Regions from separate parts of the Salmo salar genome. Here region 1 is linked to region 2. The links are chromatin contacts, called in public Hi-C maps. All regions are on one chromosome and are shown on one strand. Each heading gives the region's core, a stretch centred on a gene start, on an enhancer-like site or on the middle of the called end of the contact. The rest is flanking DNA. Distances are from core to core; before and after follow the strand shown. Region 1 has its middle 11 kb from the start of LOC123729649. Region 2 has its middle 110 kb from the start of myc.

Evidence for each region. A called contact is a pair of places that touch in the nucleus more often than the background predicts.
Region 1: a contact with region 2 is called in a Hi-C map of gill, with 3 times the contacts expected there. The contact joins two enhancer-like sites. A contact is called at or near these places in 2 of 3 Hi-C or Micro-C datasets (gill and muscle).

The regions. Positions count from the first base shown.
Region 1 is chrssa22:1,238,915-1,242,868 of Ssal_v3.1, forward strand. No RefSeq gene overlaps it. Among protein-coding and RNA genes, the nearest start is that of LOC123729649, 11 kb to the right of the region's middle. Within about 2 kb of position 2,702, at least 5 of the 13 cell types and tissues checked have an H3K27ac peak or open chromatin away from gene starts, as enhancers often do. A contact at or near this core is called in gill, where this site is marked.
Region 2 is chrssa22:1,097,153-1,101,243 of Ssal_v3.1, forward strand. No RefSeq gene overlaps it. Among protein-coding and RNA genes, the nearest start is that of myc, 110 kb to the right of the region's middle. Within about 2 kb of position 2,254, at least 4 of the 13 cell types and tissues checked have an H3K27ac peak or open chromatin away from gene starts, as enhancers often do. A contact at or near this core is called in gill, where this site is marked.

The DNA.
Region 1 (3,954 bases), core at 1,452-3,951, 140 kb after region 2:
CCGATCCCACAGCTGAATCAACTTTAAGAGACGGTCCTCGCGCTTGCTGGACTTTCTTGGGTGCCCTGAAGCCTTCTTCACAACAATTGAACTGCTCTCCTTGAAGTTCTTGATGATCTGATAAATGGTTGATTTAGGTGCAATCTTACTGGCAGCAATATCCTTGCCTGTGAAGCCCTTTTTATGCAAAGCAATGATGACGGCACGTGTTTCCTTCCAGGTAACCATGGTTGACAGCGGAAGAACAATGATTCCAAGCACCACCCTCCTTCTGAAGCTTCCAGTCTGTTATTCGAATTCAATCAGCATGACAGAGTGATCTACAGCCTTGTCCTCGTCAACACTCATGTCATCTGGTCCTTTTGTGGCAGGGCTGAAATGCAGTGGAAATGTTTTTGGGGGATTCAGTTCATTTGCATGGCAAAGAGGGACTTTGCAATTAATTGCAATTCATCTGATCACTCTTCATAACATTCTGGAGTATATGCAAATTGCCATCATACAAACTGAGGCAGCAGACTGTGAAAATTAATATTTGTGTTATTCTCAAAACTTTTGGCCACGACTGTACACAGAGGATTGTTTTTTGCAGAATTCTGCATGCAGAGTCTCAATTTGGTGTTTGTCCCATTTTGTGAATTATTGGTTGGTGAGCGGACCTCAGACCTCACAACCATAAAGGGCAATATGTTCCATAGCTGATTCAAGTATTTTTTGCCAGATCCTAATTGGTATGTTGAATTTTATTTTATTTTTGATGGCATAGTAGGCCATTTTTGCCCTGGATCTCAGAACGTTAACACCTTTCTGGAAGTTACCTGTGGTGCTGATGTTTAGGCCAAGGTATGTATAGTTTTTTGTGTGCTCTAGGGCAACAGTGTCTAGATGGAATTTGTATTCTTGGTCCTGGCAACTAGACCTTTTTTGGAACACCATTATCTTTGTCTTACTGAGATTTACTGTCAGGGCTCAGGTCTGACAGAATCTGCGCAGAAGATCTAGGTGCTGCTGTAGGCCCTCCTTGGTTGGTGACAGAAGCACCAGATCATCAGCAAACAGTAGACATTTGACTTCAGATTCTAGTAGGGTGAGGGAAGGTGCTGCAGACTGTTCTAGTGCCCTCGCCAATTCGTTGATATAAATGTTGAAGAGGGTGGGGCTTAAGCTACATCCCTGTCTCACCCCTCGGTCCTGTGGAAAGATATGTGTTTTATTGCCAAGTTTAACCGCACACTTGTTTGTGTACATTGATTTTATAATGTTGTATGTTTTTCCCCCAACACCACTCTCTCCCCCACTCATGCGCATACCCAAGATGATTAGCCAATCAATAAAGCTTCGTATCATCCATTGTTTAATTTCTGGCCTGAATGCCCTCTTACATCCCTGAAAGACCCCCAATGCAACACTGCAATCAATGAGGAATGCATTGAGCATTAAGGGTAGATAAGCTGTTTTTAAATGTTTACCCCCCACTACCTCTCTGTCTTTTCTCTCTCTCTTTGAACCCACTGCCCTTTGTTTTGAAGAGGTTGTGAAGACTGCATAATCTGTGGTCTGGTCACTTTGTGTAGTTCCCCCATCTGGGGATTCATTCAAAATTAGCCTCATAGATTACAAGGATGCCCAAAGTCAAATAGCACTTTAAATGCAATTTGATTCCCCTGGAAAATCTATTGTCATAGCGATGCTCATCATAGATCCAAATCCTTGTCATAGATTTCCAATGATGTAAGCGCTTGATATGCAGCACTCGTCCAGGCAGGGCGTTTGTTGTTGTTCATCTGAAGGCCACAATCACCTCCACTATAAAAATGACTGGCCCACAGTGTACTAGCGTTTGCACTGCTCCTGCAGTAAAGAATCGTTGTACAACTGAGTGCACATTTGATTTATTTAACTTTAACACTGGAGCTAGATGCTGTGTTTCCGGTTTAGGAAACATGGATTTTCTTCTACATTTCCTAAATGAAAACAAAAGAGTATGACTAACTAACTGGAGAGGCACCTTTACATCTTCATTCATTCACCAGGCCCCATTTAGCCTAGTGTTAATGTTAAGTGTAGGCCATACATTGCTCATCTGTTCAAAGAAATTGTCATATTTTTTTCTTTGCGAGTGTATTCAGTTGCTCTGTGTGATATTGGGAAACATAGCTGTGAAAGTGATGTCTCGTGTCTGTCACAGGGAAGTGACAGAAGTCAAAGTTTTAACAGTCAGCAAAACCCTACACTTCATAGGCTTATACCTTCCCTTCCTTCCTCTGTCCTCTAGTTCTCAACCTGGGATATTAGTACCCCTGGGGATACCTGGCCTAACCACAGGGGCTACATGGGAATACTCATAAAGTCGAAGGATCAGTTGCACACGAGGGGGTACTTTGGGCAGAACAAAATGTGATTGGGGGTTCAGATATCAAAAGATGTGGCGAACCACTGCCCATTGAGTGTCCATTTGAAATAGTGCTCACTGAATCCTTCCGTAGACATGCCTATTCTCCCTCACAGTCCAAATACGCCAGCCATGATAGGCATGAGCCAGATTCACTGACATGGCCTTTCCTTTCACCAGACTTTGGGTCATACGGCTCCCAACTAAGCTGGAAAAAAAACATCCGCAGCTTTTCAAAGCTGTTTGCTTAGTGCCCCTCATGCTCTTGTGTGGATGATTGCATCACAATCCAGTCGACAGGATGTGGGAGTTAGAGCAACGGAAAAGCAATACCAGCTGTAGACTCCCCAGGAAATTAGTATTGTCTGAGTGTAACTAAGGAATAATGCACTTTCTCAGGCATATTGTGTCAAAATTAGGCTCTGTATAAAAATATGGCTTTCAAGAGAAAAATGGCTCATAGATACGTGGCTGTGACACATATACAGGAAGTTACTCACAATGTTATTCAGCTGTTATTACGACAATTACTAGTGTACTCATGAGTATATCAAGACCTGGGACTCCCCCTTGTGGCTGAAACATTACACCTCAGACCAACTGGACAGGATATTGAGCAGTAGCCTACTTTGACAAAGACGTAATTGAAAGGAGGCCACTATAGTCACCTGTGCAGTGATCATTTGGTTTGTAATCTCCTCATCCCAAAGCTATTCCACATGAGTTTGGAGGAAGTCTAGTGCAGAAATATTATCACTGACATTCCATCAGTACAGTGCCTTGGCAACATAGACTTCAGTGTTTTCAATTTTTTTCTCATAATGAGTACTTCAACACTAAGTCAATTTGTCAAGACCCAGAAAAGTGATGGTATCAAATTCAGTATGTGTGATCAATAAGTGGTCCCCTTCAGCTATATACAGCATCATTCATTCTATGAAGGACAAAGACGTTTCACAAAGACCATTCATTTCTCAAGTGTTCAAGATCTCTCAGATCTATACTACCATTCAAAAGTTTGGGGTCACTTAGAGATGTCCTTGTTTTTGAAATAAAAGCAAATTCTTTGTCCAAAATACCAAATTGATAAAAAAATACAGTATAGACATTGTTAATGTTGTAAATGACTATTGTAGCTGGAAACGGATGATTTTTAATGGAATATCTACATAGGCGTACAGAGGCCCATTATCAGCAACCATCACTCCTGTGTCCCAATGGCACGTGTTAGCTAGTTTGTCATTTTAAAAGACTAATTGATCATTAGAAAACCCTTTTGCAATTTTGTTAGCACAGCTGAAAACTATCGTTCTGATTAAAGAAGCAATAAAACTGGCTTTCTTTAGACTAGTTGAGTATCTGGAGCGTTTGCATTTGTGGGTTCAATTACAGGCTCAAAATGGCCAGAAACAAAGGCTATTCCATGCGAGAAATTGCAAAGAAACTGAAGATCTCGTACAACGCTGTGTACTACTCCCTTTACAGAAAAGCGCAAACTGTCTCTAACCAGAACAGAAAGAGTGGGAGGCCCCGGTGCACAACTGAGCAAGAGGACAAGTACA
Region 2 (4,091 bases), core at 1,004-3,503:
ATTTTTCTTTAGACACACAAATGTTCTTGCAAAGTTCCCATGAAACGTGTCTAGAACAATATATTTTGTTCTGAGAACATGGCAACCATGATCTGTGTATGTTTTTGGTGCGAAGTTGGAGTATTTTCCTAACCCACAAAAACTGGATACATTAATGTTTTTGCCACGTTCCCATGAAACGTATCTTCAACAATGTCTTATGTTCTGAGAACATGGCAACCGTTGAGAGACGTTGACGGAATATTCTCCTAACCCACAGAAAACTGGACACAATGTTCTTTTGCAATGTTCTAATTTAATGTGTCTAGAACATTAATATCTGAGAACATGGCAACTGTGTTCTGTGTATGTTTGGTAGGACGTTGATGGAATATTCTCCTAACCGACAGAAAACAAGACACGTTACTGTTCTTGCAACGTTCCCATGAAACGTGTCTAGGACATTAATATCTTAAATTCTGAGAACATTCTATTTGACATTAAGGGAATGGTCTCTTGGAAACATCCTTGCACATCACAGGAACAGGAACATTCCTATAAAAACGTTAGTTACCTAATGAGACTCTTAATGGAATGTTCTCTAAAGTTGTGTGAACATTTGTTGTTAGCTGGGTCGGGAGGTGATACGCTCTCACAAGGGCACAAGCCCCCCCCGTCCCCCGTCCCCCCGTCCCCTCTGTGTGTGATGAGTCAGACAGGCAGGGTCTGAAAATCACAGTCGTCAAATTCTTCTGTTGTGACTCTTTATTGTCCAAATGACCTCCCCCCCACCTCCCCTTATTACTCTGTGTAGACCTGTTTGTGATATGAACTGATGTTTTATTGTGAGTATATTGCAGTAGATTTTAAAGTCAATGTTTATTTTACTTCTGAATAAACTTAACTGGGACAGGGAAGCAACGGATGAGGGTATTTTGGCTTCTGTTGTCATCCTTATCTTTGTCATGGCACAGTCACTAGCAACCTCAGATCAGATGGAACAGATGAGCAAGCTAACCCTCTTACTGGAAGAAGCCTTGGCAGCGGTACACACAGTGAGCCATAATTGATGATAGAGTGACTGTGGCCCAGATTGGATCAGTTAAGATGTGGGGAAAGGAAGGGTAAGGATGTCAGAGAGAGCCCAAGAATCTGAACTTATGTTAGCTAGAAATGTTGCCTCCAATTTACTATGCAGTAGAATTCAGCAGCCCCTTTGTCTCCAACAGTGGTTTGTCAAGCTTTTACAAGGAACAAGAGACAGTGTCAGATCATGATTCATTTTACCTGAGGGGTAGTTGGTATTTTAAGTCAATGAAAAGATCTCTGCCAATTTTGACTGTTCAAGGGCAACTGGCTGACCCAAGCAGTATTTTGGCTTATTAGTCTTAACATTTATGTTCTCAAAGTGTTTACAACACTTATCAGGATCTGATTGCATTGGAGTCGGTCCAAAGCACATATAATTCGCCTTATTTCTTTTGAGTACCCTGCTGTTTGTTTTCGCTGTTGTATGCACATTACCCATTTGTAAAATGTTTGTTCTGATATGTGAGTCAGTCTTGATATGTTTGACTGATAGGGAGTTAGTCTGTCTTGCACTGTATCCAGTGTGACAAAGGAGGAGTTCATGAAGTTTGCTTGTCAATGTATTTCTCTCTAAGTTTGCATAGGCCCACAAGATAAAACAAGATGAACCGTTTCAAGAGTTGTTCACTTCGTGACACACAATGGCGCAATAAAACATTTTTCACATGCTCTATAATGACACTCAAGGCTTAATAAAAGGGATTTATGCTATAAAATGATTGAGGCGGGCCACATCTCCTCAACCAGATAAAACGGTGTAATGTTCAGTGGACTGAACGAACCAGGACGGAAACCGTTCTGGGCTCTTCCAGTCCTAAAACAAAGTAAACAAAGGCAACACTTTGTGCTGGCACCTTCCCGCCAAATCTCTCCCAGCCTGTTCACCCTCTCACCATGGTAACTGGCCACCTTGTGTTGCTCCAAGCCATCTGAGGGGTCTTCCTCTTGAAACAGAGCTGAAAATATGCTCTGGCATGTCCCCTGCATAAAATAGCTCCAATGTGTGCCCTTTGAAATGTCTGTTTTCTTAGATTGTAGGGAGACTCTAAAAAGAGTGGACAAAGCACAGTAAAAGTCTGTTTATAAAGGAATGTGTTGTTTTGGTGTCATGTCTTGTCTTAGCCACTAGATGCCGTCAATGTTAGTCTGGGGGTGTTTTGTACTTCTGTCTGCATTACTTTGTGGAACAGGTCACTGATATACAGCCAGAGCATTCGCATAGCCTAAAGAGCTGTCAGCTTACTACTGGGGCTGTCCGGCTGAAAAGTGACCATTTAAGGCTGCTAATCGGGTCACAGATCATGCTGTACCAGCTGTACCTGCTTTTCTCTGACTGTCAAACACGTCCATGACTCAACCGTGGCAGTTATAGTATGACTCTTATTAATGTGGACCAAAAAGCAATGAGACACAGGATTTGTTAAAAACAAAGAATTGGCCATTGAAAGGACTCTCTATCTATCTATCTGCCAGCCTTTTCGGTTAAATTCCAGACTGGGTATCTCTTTGTTTTTCTTTGTTTCTGTCCCAGTGCTTGCTTAATCTTGCAACGGTTTTCAACCGTAACAGAGCGTTTACACTATACAAACGGCACTTGCCTAGCCACGTTAGCCTCTCCCTCATGTCGGTGCTAACAAGCTAACACTACATATCAACAGTGATTGTCAGCAAATCCAGTAGGGGCTGGAAGCTATGGTAAGCTTTGATTGGTCAATTGCGTTGCTATATTGCGGAGGATTTGCATAAAGCTCAGACTTCCCCAACTTTAGTCCCAACCTGTTGATCTCCCTCGTCCATGCTCGCATTGATCGATCCCCTGCCCACTCTACTTGTTTCACTTTTCTTCCATTGAAAGTGAATGGCTTACAATGTTTCACTGCGCAATGCTGCTTCCTATTGTATATGCACTGTAAGATTGAGGAGGGTTGCAGTGGCCATGCTGACCCTTTTGCACTTTACTGTGCCAGTCTTGTCCAGGAGAAAGCCCGCGAAGACGTAGCCAATAGGACGCCAGCGCTGGGGGGAAATAGCAGCTGGGCAAGAATTCCTGCATGCCGTACAGTTCTGACAAAGGGAGGGACTGTTTCCCGCCAGCTTTATGCAAATCCCTGGAGAGCTGCCAGAGACATTCTTCCAAGCAGCTCCGCTCTTCCACTGAAACGGGAGGGGGGAGGAAAAAAGGAGCAGGAAGCCCAAAGCCATTTTAGTCATTTAGCAGACAGACATTCTTATCCAAAGTGATTTACTATCCGATTATAAGAGACTGTAGTTCATTGTAATCACGACGCTTCATGACACTTTATTAACGGTTTTCCACATTGTTCTGTATCATTGATGATTCAACACCGCCATTAGTTTACAATGCATTCGGAAAGTTTTCAGACCCCTTGACTTTTTCCACATTTTGTTAAATTAAAGCTTTATTCTGAAGTTGATTAAACAGTTTTTTTCCCTCATCAATATACACACGATACCCCATAATGACAAAGTAAAAACATGTTTGCATTAAAAATAAAAAAACTGATATCACATTTACATAAGTATTCAGACCCTTTACTCAGTACTTTGTTGAAGCGCCTTTGGCAGCGATTACAGCCTCAAGTCTTATTGGGTATGATGCTCCAAGCTTGGCACACCTGTATTTGGGGAGTTTCTCCCATTCTTTTCTGCAGATACTCTCAAGCTCTGTCAGGTTGGATGGGGAGCTTCGCTGCAAAGCTATTTTCAGTTCTCTCCAGACATGTTCGATGGGTTTAAGTCTGGGCAATTACTGACAACTGATAAATTGTAAATTATAATTGGCAATTGTCAAGGCCTGAATTGAATTCAGATCAATTTACGGGAGTTTATATAGAATTGATGACATCCCTGACTCTCTATGTTTACATAAGACTAAAATCTTTCTGGTTGTGATTTCACCACTGTACTGGCTCTGGATAGAGTTAAAGTGAAGTTACACTCCAAAATGTATCAGATGTTTTAATACCTTTAAAAGTAGTATTCTGTTTAAATAAATCCATGTC